Regions from separate parts of the Sus scrofa genome. Here region 2 is linked to region 1. A link is a contact called in public HiChIP or PLAC-seq data. All regions are on one chromosome and are shown on one strand. Each heading gives the region's core, a stretch centred on a gene start, on an enhancer-like site or on the middle of the called end of the contact. The rest is flanking DNA. Distances are from core to core; before and after follow the strand shown.

Region 1 (7,634 bases), core at 3,039-5,538:
CCTTCACACTCTTAAAAATTACTGAGGATCCCAAAGGGCTTTTGTTTATGTGAATTTTATCTATTGATACTTACCGTATTACAGATTAAATCTTCCAGGTTTTTAAAATACTTATTACTTATTTTTTAAAATAATAGCGGTGTTCCCGTTGTAGCTCAGAGGTAACGAACCAGCCTAGTATCCATGAGGACCTGGGTTTGATCCCTGGCCTCCCTCAGTGGGTTAAGGATCTGGCTTCACTGTGAGCTGTGGTGTAGGCTGCAGACACTGCCTGGATCCCGAGTTGCTGTGGCTATGCCTATGGCCAGTGGCTATAGCTCTCAATTCGACCCCTACCCTGGGAACTTCCATATGCCTCAGGTGTGGCCCTAAAAAAAAAAAAAAAAAAAAATTAGCAACAAACCAATTACAGGTTAACATAAATAACATATTTTAATGAAAAAGCTGTATTTCCCCCAAAATAGGTAGATTCTCATATTTGCTTCTACACTCAATCAGCTTGGGTTGAAGTATATGAGGAAATTTTGGCTTCACACAAACATGTAGTTGGACAAGGGAGGAGTATTTTAATAACCTTTTCAGAGAATTATGGATACTCCTCTCTGATACTCACCAGAACTCAACTACTCAAAATTGTTTGCTGCAATGTAGAATCTGAAATTAATCAGTGAACTGTTACATTAAAATCTATTAATCTATCTTGCATTTTGGTTTTTGGTTGTTTTTTTCCTGAAAAAACATGATTTTAAGCATTCATATCTTCTTATTTCTAACTGTCAAGAGTTCTCGGTCAGACTTGAAAATATTTTAAAACAAGTCCTTGGCAACCTCCAAATTATTCTTGGTGACTTAATATCCCCCTGGCCATAATCTTGGGACCAGAGTACATGTAAAAAGTCACCTTTTATCTTGCATTTTGAATGGATCTTTTATCCCTGCTCTGGTCATTTGGAAAAAATCAGTTTACTGAGTTATGCAGACCTTCCAAATGTCCCCACCGTTGACACAGAATATCCAAAAAACATGTTTGTTAACACCACCACCCATCTTGTCAGAAAAGTCAAGTATTGATAAACTTTCAAGCTCACAGAGGTTGAGACAAGCTTTCCAAAATTCTAATTTTCACATGAAAGCTTGAATTTTATCACTGCTGATTGTTCTCCTTGTAATGACAGTCTTGCTTCCTCCTACTCAAGAAAATGTCCACCAAATACCCAAATCTGAATAACCACAGTTCAAATTAAAAAAATGTTCCACTAAAAAAGAAACTAGGTCAGTTCATAAGCCAATTGCACAAGAACGTCTCATAACAACCACCTAATTTCACTTTGCATATGTGCTTGATGAAAACACCCCATTTCAAACATACAAAAAAGACATGTATTCAATAGTTGATATTTGATACAATAATTGTAGTGCTATTATGTTATCAATAATATTCTTAAGTGAAACTGGTTTTCTTTTTTTTTTTTTTAAACTACAGGTCTAGTACACTAGTACAGTTCAGTGCCACCGCCCTGATTCATGCTAAGGTACCAGAGATTTTAATTATTAACTTCACACACACTCAAAAAGACAAATAATGTCTTAGTATTAGAAAGTACTCTTCTAATTGGCCTCAGGAATTCCCAGGGTTCCAATCAAGAAGTGACTCCTGTTTCTTAATTTTTTTTTTTTTTTTTTTTTGTCTTTTTGCTATTTCTTGGGCCGCTCCCGCGGCACAAGGAGGCTCCCAGGCTAGGGGTCGAATCGGAGCTGCAGCCACCGGCCCACGCCAGAGCCACTGCAACACGGGATCCGAGCCGCGCCTGCAACCTACACCACAGCTCACGGCAACGCCGGATCGTTAACCCACTGAGCAAGGGCAGAGACCGAACCCGCAACCTCGTGGTTCCTAGTCGGATTCGTTAACCACTGCGCCACGATGGGAACTCCCTGTTTCTTAATTTTAAGCAAGAAATTCTCTAACCACTATCTCCTCTCTTTGCAATGGATCTAGTTCCTTCCTTCTCTCTTTCTCTACACACTCACCTACCCAGAATCCCTACTCTGGTTAAATACAATTCGCTCCTACTCAACCTGCATAGGAACAGCTAAATATGGCTAAAGCAATAGCACCACTAGAGTCACTGGTGTCACTTTTAAGTCACAACCACTGACAAAAAGTGGGCTCTTACTACCATGTTCCCCTAATCAATCCCCTCCTTCTTCCAAAGTCTTAGGCCCTAATAGGACCTCGATGATGATTTCACATCTTCTCCTCGCTCTTTAAACTTCAAACACCTCTTTTTCCCCTTACACTCTGCTGATGACCTTGCTTCTTATTTAACTATGAAAACCGAAATAATAATCAAAAAAGAACATCCTCCCACAAACTCCATCGACCTACCTGTAAATGCACCTCACACTGTCTTTCCTTCTGTTACAGAATCTTACAGTCCACGTTTTTACTCAAGGCCAACTTCTCTACTGTATGTACACTGGATCACATCCTGTTTGGCTACTCAAAAACGGGGTTCCTACAATTTTCCCTCTTCCTTTCATGATAAAATGTTTTCATTTTATTGGATCATTTCTAAAAATTTACAAATATGTTGCAACATCTCGCATCTCAAGGCGGGGGGACACGATCGCACATCTTGCAGCAACCAGAGCCTCATATTTTTGCTCTCTTTTACAGCCAAACTCCAAGAATTGCCTACAAAGGCTATTTCCATTTCCATTAATCTCATCCCATATTAAATCCACTCCAATCAGGCTTTGTCCCAATCTCTCCACAGAAACTTCTCATATCAACATCACCAGTGACCTCCTTCTTGCTAAATTTAAAGGTTGATTTTCAGTTCTTATCTTACCCAAAGAGCAGCATTTGATTTAGTTGATTACTTCCTCCTTCAAACTCTACACTCCTCTCTGGTATTTAAGCAAAGAACCAAGGGGGTGTGGATAGCATTTGATACTCAGGGTCAAGTATCTTATGAATACAATGAATACTATGTATCTATGAAACACAGATGTATTTGTGCCTTTCTTGGGAAGATGAGAGGAGGAGGTCTAAAACCCCAAGGCCGAAACTCTAACACGGCATCTCAATGGAAATGGAATCTTAAGGATAGCATTCAATATCTTTACACAACCCTTGGTAAATGACCAGCCGTGAAAGAGCTTCATCCAGTGCAGTGAAGGAATGTTCACCAAACCACAGCCTACAGCAGAGGCTTTAGGTTGTCTCAAAACCTCAAACTTATTTATGAAAGAGGAACTTCTATCACTCCTATTTTATATGTAAATAGTAGTTTTCTCAAAAGTACCGAATTATTAAGGCGCAGAGCTAAGATTTGGCGGTAGGACTGTCGGACTCCAAAGCTCAAGCCTTCTAAGCAAAATCTTTAAGGAAGAAAAATTCTTGCAAGAAAAATAACTGGATGGATGTCAATTTTTCAAATTCGAAGCTGACTAGGAATTTTTCTTAAATAACAGAAGTAACAATACATGCCCATCAGACACTCTCCCATACATAATTTCCTATTTTGTGGCAATTAAATGACTGTCTTCCTATTTCACATATACGTTTTCTCTGCGGCAGGTTTAGGCATACTCACTGCCTCTAAAATGAAGCTGGCAAGCTGTAAAACTTATTTACTACAGGAGATGAAATCGTATGCCGATGCTCCGCTTGTTCGCCCTTCTTCCATTATTTCATCACACACCTGAAAGTGATCCCAGGGAAATGTCAGCACAGGCCTGAGGCTGCCGAAGTCCACTTCCAGAAGCGAAAGACTAAATAAAAAGAACCCACTAATAAAGTGACCTATGTGCAAGCCCAGGCTCTTCCCAAGCAAGAAGAGCTTTGCTTGCAAAGTACAACACAAGAGGAAAGGTGGGGCGTGTGGTCGCCTTGCCAAAAACGTTCTCTACGGCAGCAACCCAGCTAGACAAGGTGTCCTGACAACAGCCTAGCCTCAAACTTAAGCCCAAGCCGAACCGCTTTGCCCACCCCGCCCCCAGCTGGACCCGGCGGAAGCTCCTAGGGGAAGAGCCCAGTGAAGTCGTCACCTTCAGGAGGCATCCTCTGTCATAGTGCTCGCAGCCCCGCCGTCCGTGCTCCTGCCCGCGGCCGCCATCTTCCCGCGCCGAGGCCGCCATCTCTTCCACAGCCTCTCAAACTCCACGGCCCCTTCCCCCAGGATGAAAACTACGTCCAGAGACCCAGCTCTGCTCCAGCACCCCCCCTCCTGGCTGCTGCTGCCAGCAGAGCCAAGATGGCGGAGGGACACGTGACCCGGGGCAGCCGGATTTCCGGTTCCCGGGGCGACGGGGCGGAAGTGAAGGGAGACGCAATCTCGGTTATCGGTGTTAGTCGCTGCCTTCGCCGCTAACGGTAACAAATCTTAGGTTGTCTCTCCTTTTCTCCCCATTGCTGCCTGCCCACACCCTGGGCGTGGTTCGGCGTGAGGAGGACCGCAGCGGCGCGGAGACGCCCGGTGGCCCTAGAGGAAGGGCCGCTCTCCGGCTGCATCCACACCTGTGACTGGGCGGCCCCTCCCTTTCCCAGCCGCAGCCAGGGCCTCGAGAAGGGGGCGGAGCTCGGCCGGCCTCCGGGCTCGGATCTGGTCCCCACCGGAGCGCCGCTGCTGCTGGGCACCCGTACTTGCCAGCGTCTCACGCCCCACCTTTACCTCCTCTTCTCCTTTACGTCCGCTTCATTCCTTCAAAATGTGTAGTAACATTTACCAGCTACGCGGTGGGGACACACGTGAGAAAAAAACACAAGCCCTGCCATACTCTCATGGAACTCACCAGGCTGGTGGAGGAGGACTTTCATCAGAGAATGTGAAATAAATGTAGGAATGATTACAGCTTTGAGAAGGAGAAGTGTGTTTTCCGAGAGCTAATACTGGAGAGGAGCCGACATATCTGGGTGTCAAGGATGGTTTCCCGGGGGAAGCTCAGGAGTTAGTGTGCCAAGGCGTTGTAGCGGAGGGAACATGGTGCCTAAGGGGCTGTGGATGGGAAATGTACCAGCTACAAAACTGCAATCAGGCGCCTTGTGGCATAGCTAAATATGACTCGCTTTAGTAAAGAGACAAACCCCTCGAAAATTTTATGAGCAAAGTAAACGTTTTGGAAGAAAATACTTGCCTTTGGCTTTCTAACTGATTTCATGCTACCTAACTGAAACATACCAGAACATACTGGGAAAGGTGAATATGTTCCCCTTAGCTTTGAAGTTACTAACGCTTGCCCTTTTAATTTTCTTTCAGTTCTGTTATGAGTTGTTAACACCATGGTGAAATGTTGCTCAGCCATTGGATGTGCTTCTCGCTGTTTACCAAATTCCAAGTTAAAAGGACTGACATTTCACGTGTAAGATTCTGCCCTAGTTAATTATACCAAGTATGTTTTTGACTGTTAGAAAAGCAAAAGGCAGTTCTATTTTCATCTTCAATTTTGAACAGTAGTTCTCAAGTTCTTTTTAAATAACCTTTGTAGTTGAATTTGAAGTGACAGTGATAACTTCTACACTTGTGTGATTTGGTGTGGAAGTGTAAAAAATACCTGCCGAGGTATCATAAGCTGATTAACAAAAATATCATTAAAGTCATCTTTGCTAAGATTCTTACTTTGCATTTTAACATACCATCAAAGAAATTCAGTGTCGTTTACATATAGTTTACAATGTGAATGAAGGATCTTTGCCTAAATATATTCTGTCTTTTAGAAAATAAGTCAAGGTTATGTTTATGTTTAGAAATAGATCAAACTTCCGTGGTAGGAAAAATATATATATAAATTACTAGTTCAGACTAAAGGTTTTGTAGCTGTATTGCAGATAAATTAAGATGGTCCTAATTTAGTATTTTAACCACTCTTCTGGCAGCATAGGAAAGAAAGGACAATAAGATTTAATAATTACTCATTTGCTACAAGTTTATTTTGCTGTTTTTGTGCCAGGCACTTGTGCTATGTGCCAGAGAAGTGTCTCTAACTACTTGGCTAGATATAATGAAATAAAAAATGAGTATGTGTGCCCTACCTTATTCCAAAAAAGATTCAAACCAGCTTGGAAAATTAGAAAAGATAGTTATTGGCCTCCAAATCTCAAATGAGTTCTGATCTCCAAAATTCCAAACTCTGCAGGTGTTCTCTGCATTCACTCACTACGCATTTATACCCCTGTTTTCTATTAAATGCTCTACTAAGAAATGTCTTGGTGCTGATGGAAGAATGAAAGTACCAGTGTGTGTGTTCATCTGGGATAAAGTTCTCAGATAGGAAAAGGCCCAAATGCTATTCTTTTTTTTTTTTTTTTTTTTTGTCTTTTCTAGGGCCGCTGCGTCGGCATATGGAGAGTCCCAGGCTAGGGGTCTAATCAGAGCTGTAGCTGCTGGCCTATGCCAGAGCCACAGCAACTCAGGATCCAAGCCGAGTCTGCAACCTACACCACAGCTCACAGCAACACCGGTTCCTTAACCCACTGAGCAAGGCCAGGGATCGAACCTGCAACCTCATGGTTACTAGTCGGATTCATTAACCACTGAGCCACAACAGGAACTCCCCAAGTCTTATTCTTTATCATTTATAGATGAAGAAAAATCTTCAGCTGTGAATCTTACTATAAGGTGTTAAATGTCCTTTGAAACTTTTTTCCTTATAATATGAGAAAATTTAAATGAGGGCCATATGCCTGTAGCATGTTTGATAGAAAGTCTGACTATGAAAACTGAAAGTTATGAAAGTGTGAATCATGGCGGTCTCCTGAATATTCCAGTTCCCAAGAGTAATAACAAACTAAAGAATCAGTTTAGTCACAGCCTTAATTCAAGTATAAATCAGTAGTGTTTAATTTTAAAAGGCTTTCTGTATGTTTTCCTAGATTCCCCACAGATGAAAAAGTCAAAAGGAAATGGGTATTAGCCATGAAAAGACTGGATGTGAATGCTGCAGGCATGTGGGAGCCTAAAAAAGGAGATGTGTTGTGTTCAAGGCACTTTAAGAAGACAGATTTTGACAGAACCACTCCGAATATTAAACTGAAACCTGGAGTCATACCTTCTATCTTTGATTCCCCATCTCACTTACAGGTTTGTTGATGAAATACTGCTTGCCATCATTACTCACTTTTTTGCAGTACTACTTAAGAACATAAACCACACTTGCCACCATGTTTATTGTTCGCTTATTAATTTGAAGTCCATTGTTACTTTTTTTTTTTTTTTTTTTTTTTTTTTTGTCTTTTTGCCTTTTCTAGGGCTGCTCCCGCTGCATATGGAGGTTCCCAGGCTAGGTGTCGAATCGGAGCTGCAGCCACCGGCCTACTCCAGAGCCACAACAACTCGGGATCCAAGCCGAGTCTGTAACCTACACCACAGCTCACGGCAACACCGGATCCTTAACCCACTGAGCAAGGCCAGGGACCGAACCTGCAACCTCATGGTTCCTAGTCAGATTCGTAAACCACTGTGCCACGACAGGAACACCCATTCTTAAATTTTTAGATTCATAAACTGCTGCTTTAGCTTTTGTCATGAGTAGTAGGAGTATTTTACCAGTAGCCACTCATAAATATCTGTACATTTCTTAGGTTTGGTGAAGTGAGCTAATCTTAGGAGTTGGTGTAGATGAGTATGTGT
Region 2 (7,634 bases), core at 3,832-6,331, 160 kb after region 1:
GGGATCAAACCTGAAACCTCATGGTTCCTACCCAGATTTGTTAACCATTGAGCCAAGAGGGGAACTCCCCTAAAACTCTATATTCTTGGATATAGCCCTTTCTAGCTCTGCTCAGAGTACTCTGCCCTGACACCCTCTTCAAAGAAAGACTCACTACTCTTTGGATCTCTAGGTTCCAAAGAGATGAGGTCATTTTGTCAACCTAAGAGGTATCAAGGGTATTTAGTCTTCTGTGTTCTACTTCCCCAAAAGGTTAAGTTCTGCTGCATTCTTTTGCAGGTATGGAATTTTTTCTCCAGCTTTAGACATAATTGACCAATTCTGACCTTTCGGGGTTAAGGCCACTTGGCCTCCACCCCTGGGTTTTTTTTCTTTCTCTTTTTGGTGTTTACTTTCTCTAAATTTTCATTCGCTTCTTCCCTCTTGTAGTAAATGCTCAGTCTTGTTAATCATGTATTTAGTTTCCTTGCCCATCTTTGCCCTATCACAAAACCAGGCACAAAATAAAACTCTCAGCAAATAGAATAGTGCTGGTACAATAAGCATTTCTTAAGCTAATGAAATTATTTCTCGGGAGTTCCCGTCATGGTGCAGTGGTTAACGAATCTGACTAGGAACCATGAGGCTGCAGGTTCAATCCCTGGCCTTGTTCAGTGGGTTAAGGATCTGGCGTTGCCGTGAGCTGTGGTGTAGGTCACAGATGGGGCTCGGATCCCGTGTTGCTATGGCTCTGGCATAGGCTGGCAGCTACAGCTCTGATTGGACCCCTAGCCTGGGAACCTCCCATATGCCACGGGAGCAGCCCAAGAAACGGCAAAAAAAAAAAAAAGACAAAAAAAAAAAAGAAAGAAAGAAATTATTTCTCTTTACTATCAAAAAAAAAAAAAAAAAAAAAGAGAAAAGGGTGCTGAAAATATACTATTAGAGTTTATTAATACCACCCTTAAAAATAGGAAGATTAGGAGTTCCCGTTGTGGCTCAGTGGTTAACGAATCTGACTAGGAACCATGAGGTTGCAGGTTCGATCCCTGGCCTTGCTCAGTGGGTTAAGGATCTGGCACTGCTGTGAGCTGTGGTGTAGGTCACAGACATGACTCGGATCCAGTGTTGCTATGTCCCTGTCGTAGGCCGGCGGCTACAGCTCTCATTGGACCCCTAGCCTGGGAACCTCCATATGCCATAGGTGCGGCCTGAGAAAAGACAAAAAAAAAAAAAGTAAGATTAAATGATTGGATTAATAATTTTAAGCCACTTGGTTTGAATAAAATCTTTTTCTCATCCCCCTTAATTTGCTAAAAGGAATCTGGTTGAGGAAGCAGTATTTTACACTTGCAACAGCAGTGTCATCTGGATCCAGGAAATAATATCCTAGTTTCTATGTTTGTTTTTATTTGTTTTGTAGTCTGGCCACTTGTTTGAAAGTGTCTGGGCTCAAATACAACTACTGATATAATTTTGGAAAACATTTTCATCCATTTATCTTCTACCCCCTGGAATACCCTAAAGTAATTAGAGAGATGGTAAAGGGGTCCAGCATATGTCACTGCGGCATAAAAATTATTTTGAGCAGAAGGCATTTGAGTTCCCGAAATCTCTTATCTGCCTAAAAGCAGAGCCTCCCAAAAGAACTCAAAGACCCCAATAGTCAGAAATCAACCAGGGAAGACTCTTATCACCGGAGATCTTGAGGACTCTCCACGCCATGCCTAAACCGACGCTGTCCCCAAAACTATCACCTATCCTTCAGGGCCCCTGTACCTTTCCAAAAACACATTTGTTTTCCCATAAACGCTTTTTCTTCCTCTCCCCTCCCCTATTAAGAAATCGGTAAATGCTCTTCTCTCTTTCTTTCCTCCATTAAGATGGTATACAAGCCCCAGAGCCCAACTGTCCCCCAGAGTCACATTTTCTGTGAACGCTTGTACACACATTAATAAAAACAAGTGCTTGAATCTCATCTTTTTTCTTGCTAATCTGTCCTTCGTCAGTTTAATTCAGGGCCCCTGAAGACAACAGAACCTAAGAGAACAGAGCAATTCTTTCTCCCTGACAACCTTAGGATCAAGCATTTCCAATATTCATTGTAAATACTGAATCTTAAATCTCCAAATGGGCCCTGCTGTAAGAATAAGGTGGTGGGGTTTTTGTTTTGGTTTTTTGTTTTTTCCTTTTTCGGCCACGCCTGCAGCATGTGGAAGTTCCTGGAGCCAGGGATAAAATCCAAGCCTACATCTGTGACACAGGCCACAGCAGCAGCAACAGCACAAAGACAAGCCGTATCATTAACCCACTGTGCCCCAATGGGAACTCTGGAAAGAGTATTTATGGTTGTATCAGCTACAAGCAAGGTGATTACTGCCCTGGACACCCCTGCCCAGGACACCCCTGCCCAGCAGGCCCACCTTGGAATTTGGAAATAAGACGGGCATCAGACACAGCAGAGGTCAATGGCCCAGAAGAGACTTCTAATGCTTCCATAAGGAGTTCCCATCGTGGCTCAGCAGTAACAAACCCGACTAGTATCCATGAGGATTCGGATTCTATCCCTGATCTCACTCAGTGGGTTAAGGATCTGGCATTGCCATGAGTTGCGGTATAGGTCACAGACGCAGCTCGGATCCTGCGTTGTTGTGGCTTTGCTATAGGCAGCTGCAGCTCTGATTCGACCCCTGGCCTGGGAACTTCCATATGCCGTGGGTATAGCCCTAAAAAGCAAAAACAAAAAAATGCTTCCATGAGGTGGATCTGGACATAACCAGACTGAACATGTAAACAGGACTAAGTGAGAAGGTCAGCTGATCAATGTTGAAAGGATAAAAGAAGAGCCCAGGGCCCAATCTTGGAGTGATTCCTGCTGTGTCCAGGGGCAGGGCCACCCCACCGGAATGGTAACATCTCCATAGCAAGTCTCCTAAACTTGCTAAGCTGAAGGGCTGTCCTTAAAATCACTCACATGCTCCGCTTCCAACACTGAGAAGGGCCCTTGATAAGTACAAGCTTACTCAAGTACTGAAGGAAGGAAGGACGGACGGACGGACGGAAGGAAGCAGGTTCCCACAAGCAACCTTCTCTTTGTAATCTGTCTTCCCTGTAACTTCCTGTGGGGAGAAAAAGCGCTGACGAGAAGGCTCTTTCTCCTGACAGCTAACATGTCTTCTTACACATTGACAAATGAACAAACTTAAGGTTGGTACAAGGTTCAGTCAGCGGAAGCCAGTTTCTCAGCGTTTCAAGCAATTTATGGACCAGTTGTGAGGACCAGGCACTAAGAGACCTGACAATAGGAGGAAGCAGCCCCAGCCCTCAAGCCTCCATCAATCACCTTTGCCCTTCCCTCCACTGCACTAACCACTTATGCAACCACTCACAAAACTCCTCTCGGTGTTCCCCTCCCCCAGCCATCCTTTCATTCACCAACTATTCACTAAGCCTCTACAAGGGCCAAACACTACATTGGATAGAGGCCTGTGAAACAGCCAAGACAGGGTTCTGGGCCTCCTGTAGGCTGAGATCTGCTGAACGAGACAAAACAGATCAGCCACGGGAGTTCCTGTCGTGGCTCAGTGGTTAACAAATCCGACTAGGAATCATGAGGATGCCGGTTCGATCCCTGGCCTTGCTCAGTGGGTTAAGGATCCGGCATTGCCCTGAGCTGTGGTATAGGCTGCAGACGCGGCTCAGATCCCTAGTTGCTGTGGCTGTGGCGTAGGCCGGCGGCTACAGCTCTGATTCAACCCCTAGCCTGGGAACCTCCATATGCTGCGGGAGCGGCCCTGGAAAAGGCAAAAAGACAAAAACAAAAACAAAAACAAAAACAAAAACAAAAAAACCCACAAAAAAACAGATCAGCCAGCAGGGAAGATTAACACAGTGGGATGAAATCTATGGGCAGGCAGTTTGGGAGCTCCAGATTCTGGGGTTTGGGAGACTGGAACTGAAAGGCAAGCAGGAACCAACTGAGTAGATGGGAAGTGGTCCAGGTCAAACTCCTGGAGGTAAGAACAGGAACCGAAAGCTGTTTAGTGAAGCTGGTGTTTAGGAAGTTGGTGGTTGGGCGACAAGAATCTGAAGTCTGAAGAGCTAATATAAATCAAAACTTTTTGAGTTTTATCCTGAAGGCAGTGGGTAAGTACTGAGGTGTGTTAGCCAAGACAGAAACCAACTTAAAAATATCACACAGGCTCTGGCAAGAACAAAGCAGGGGCAGGAGGAAGACAGAAGGCAAGGCGTGCCCTTAACTAACATCTTAGGCAGCAGGCATGACACCGTTCATTCATAATTCCCTCCCTCTTTCACTATTCATTTGACTCATAAGATGTTTCCAAGGTCACTTCACCTTCTTATTATGAGCTGACCTGAAAGATCATTTTAACCTAAGTATAATTCCATTTTATAGCAACATTTCTTGTCTCAGAGTAAAGGCTTCCCCTGATAAATATATTTTGTCTTTTTTTTTTTTTTTTTGCCTTTTTCTAGGGCCGCTCCCACGGCATATGGAGGTTCCCAGGCTAGGGGTCTAATTGGAGCTGTAGCTGCCGGCCTACACCACAGCCACAGCAACGCCAGATCCAAGCCACATCTGCAACCTACACCACAGCTCACGGCAACGCCAGATCCTTAACCCACTGAACAAGGTCAGGGATCGAACCCACAGCCTCATGGTTCCTAGTCGGATTCGTTAACCACTGAGCCACAACGGGAAAGCCAATATATTTTGAATCTTAGGAAAAATGCCCTCAGTAATTTTTCAATAAATTTTATTCATTCATTCATTCATTTACTTTTACCTCCAGCCCTGACCAGAGATCTCCTCAACTAATGCCCATTTGAGGGAGGAAATACCCAGAGAGGACAATCCCAGGGAGGAGGAGGGTACAGGTCCCCACCGGAGTCCCTCAATGATGCAAATTGCCCACCTGAGGAAACGGAACACCTAAGAAAGACCTGGGCTGCATTTTCAGCCGGACCTGGGAGGTAAAGGCCCACCCAGAGTAAATCATTTTATTCTCAGAAGTGAAAGCACGAGACCAAGCCTGAAGGGCTTCCAGTTTACCATTTAAACAGGAGTCAGGATTATAGAGCTCTGGCTCCAGTCACCTTTGGACTTTCTTATGGATTTTGCTGTGGCAGGTTTCCAGTCCGCTCCCCTGCAGGGATGAGCTGGAAAGCTTATTTAGAAAACAAAAGGCCTGGGTGGAGGAGGAAAGGCTGAGAGCACTTCCCACCCACACAGGTCCCGCAGGGAGAGGGATCCCCAGAGAAAGAGCTGAGGGGTGGGGAAACCAGCTGGGGTAAAAGGAGGGGGCGGGGGAGCAACCTCCTGAGGCTAAGGCATGGAAAGGCCCTGGAACCCTGTGAACATGCTTCAGCCACTTCGGGGAGCTCCCACCTGAGCACCTTAAGGACATGGCAGGGACCTGCTAGTGGTGTGAAGGAGCTGCAGCAGAGGGCTACGAAGGAGGAATGAGTGTGAGGACTTCTCAGTACCCAGACCATTAGATAACAGAAAAGTCTTAGTGTCCTTGAAACTCACAGATTACGGTAATAATGGCTACCATTCACTGAGCACAGGGATGTTGCTTAGAATAATGAATACTTGCTATATGTTAGGTCCAGCTTAAGGTTCTTCACATATACATACATATATACATAATACACACATATACATAGATATATACACACTTCACTCATTTAATCTTCATAGCAGTCCTGTCAGGTGGGTTCTTTTTTTTTTTTCGTCTTTTTGCCATTTCTTGGGCCGCTCCTGCTGCATATGGAGGTTCCCAGGCTAGGGGTCTAATAGGAACTGTAGCCGTCGGCCTACGCCATAGCCACAGCAACGCAGGATCTGAGCCCCGTCTGCGACCTACACCACAGCTCAGGGCAACACCGGATCCTTAACCCACTGAGCAAGGCCAGGGATCGAACTTGCAACCTCATGGTTCCTAGTCGGATTCGTTAACCACTGAGCCACAATGGAAACTCCCCAGGTGGGTTCTATTATTATTTCCATTTTATAGTTGAGGAAACAGTCTCAGAGAAGTCATACATGTAACAAGATCTAATTCATAGGTGAGTTCTTTGGATTCAACTTACTCTTTTTTGTCTTTTTAGGGCCCAACCTGTGGCATGTGGACGTTCCCAGGCTAAGGGTCGAATCAGAGCTGCAGCTGCCAGCCTACACCACAGCTCTCAGCAATGCTAGATCCTTAGCCCACTGAGCAGGGCCAGGGAACAAACCCACAACCCTCATGGTTACTAGTAAGGTTCAATACCACTGAGCTACAACACAAGATTCTCCTTACTCTTGAACTTAAGCTATTCTAGTCTATCTATTCTGGATACTGAGGCAGTATTGTATATTCTCGTTTAGTGCTATAGACTATGTAACCCAACTGGGTTTGAATCCTAAGCTGTGCCTCTTGGTGGCTGTGTGACTTTGGCCAAATAATCACAGAATGGGCATAATAATTAGTAGTTACCCTACTAACCACCCACAGGGTGGTTATGAGGATTCTGTTAGTTAATATGTGCAAAGTCCTTAGCACAATGTCTGGAACACAGCACATGCTCAATAAAGGCTGGTCACTACTAAAGATCCATGTCAGATCACACATAGCAAATTAGAGCGCAAAGGACTATCACACACAGCAGTGGGAACAGAGAGCTAACAATCTTTTTTTTTTTTTTTTTTTTTGCTTTTTAGGGCTGCACCCATGGCATATGGAGGTTCCCAGGCTAGGGATCAAATTGGAGCTGCAGCTGCTGGCCTATACCACAGCCAGAGCAACAAGGGATCCAAGCCAAGTCTGCGACCTACACCACAGCTTATGGCAACGCCAGATCCTGAACCCACTGAGGGAGGCCAGGGATCAAACCTGAGCCCTCATGGATACTAGTAGGGTTTGTTACCACTGAGCCATGACGGGAACCCCATGAGAGCTAACAATCTTAACTGCAAAAGGTAAATGGACAAGCATAAACATTCAAGTATGTATGTGAAAAGATGTTTGATGGGAGAAGAGCCTAATGATATGTGCATGACATGAGACCCTTCAGCCCTGCATGTTTATAGCCAGGTGAGGGTGAAGGAATGGACCTGAGATAAAATCTACAACATTTCAAAGATCATCAAACTTGTGAATGGGGATGCCACTCGCATTTCTTCTATAAAGGGTCATTATTAGTTGTCTTCATTAGAGTCCAAACCAATGTAGAAAGATGTTACTAGCCCTAGTCTTGCCAAATATAAATTTTATAAAATTAAAATAACCCTTGTATATTTCAAACTTTGACATTCATTCAGAACAGAACTGGATTTAATGAAAGTAGAATCTGGAATTCCCTGGTGGGTCAGTAAATTAAGGATCTGACATTGTCACTGCTGTGGCTCTGATTACTGCCATTGCATGGGTTTGATGCCTGGCCCGGGAACATCTGCATGCAGTGAGCACAGCCGCCCGCCCCTGCAAAAGTAGAACCTGTTATTCAGTCTAAATATTGAATCTTTTTTTTTTCTTTTTACAACTGCACCTTTGGCATATGGAATTTCCCAGGCTAGAGGTCTAATGAGAGCTGCACCTGAGGCCTAAGCCATGGCCACAGCAACACCGGATCCCTAACCCACTGAGCCA

The links. HiChIP or PLAC-seq counts read pairs in DNA pulled down with a chosen protein or histone mark.
Region 2: a contact with region 1 is called in an H3K27ac HiChIP or PLAC-seq map of alveolar macrophages. The contact joins the enhancer-like site here to the promoter of THAP6 in region 1. A contact is called at or near these places in 2 of 5 promoter capture datasets (fetal liver and liver), 5 of 47 Hi-C or Micro-C datasets (embryonic fibroblasts, fetal liver, fetal skeletal muscle and 2 more) and 2 of 2 datasets of contacts at active chromatin or transcription factors (alveolar macrophages and skeletal muscle).

Annotation. Positions count from the first base shown.
Region 1 is chr8:71,177,664-71,185,297 of Sscrofa11.1, forward strand. THAP6 (THAP domain-containing protein 6) reads left to right here and starts at 4,289. Exons shown (of 5, transcript XM_003482412.4): 1 at 4,289-4,381; 2 at 5,265-5,367; 3 at 6,878-7,085. The coding sequence starts at 5,288. It overlaps RCHY1 (ring finger and CHY zinc finger domain containing 1), which reads right to left and starts at 4,146. Exons shown (of 9, transcript NM_001097490.1): 1 at 4,057-4,146. The coding sequence starts at 4,146.
Region 2 is chr8:71,334,195-71,341,828 of Sscrofa11.1, forward strand. The region is part of intron 2 of G3BP2 (ras GTPase-activating protein-binding protein 2); the gene reads right to left. Among named protein-coding and RNA genes, the nearest start is that of G3BP2, 25 kb to the right of the region's middle. Within about 2 kb of position 5,082, at least 22 of the 83 cell types and tissues checked have an H3K27ac peak or open chromatin away from gene starts, as enhancers often do. A contact at or near this core is called in alveolar macrophages, fetal liver and liver, where this site is marked.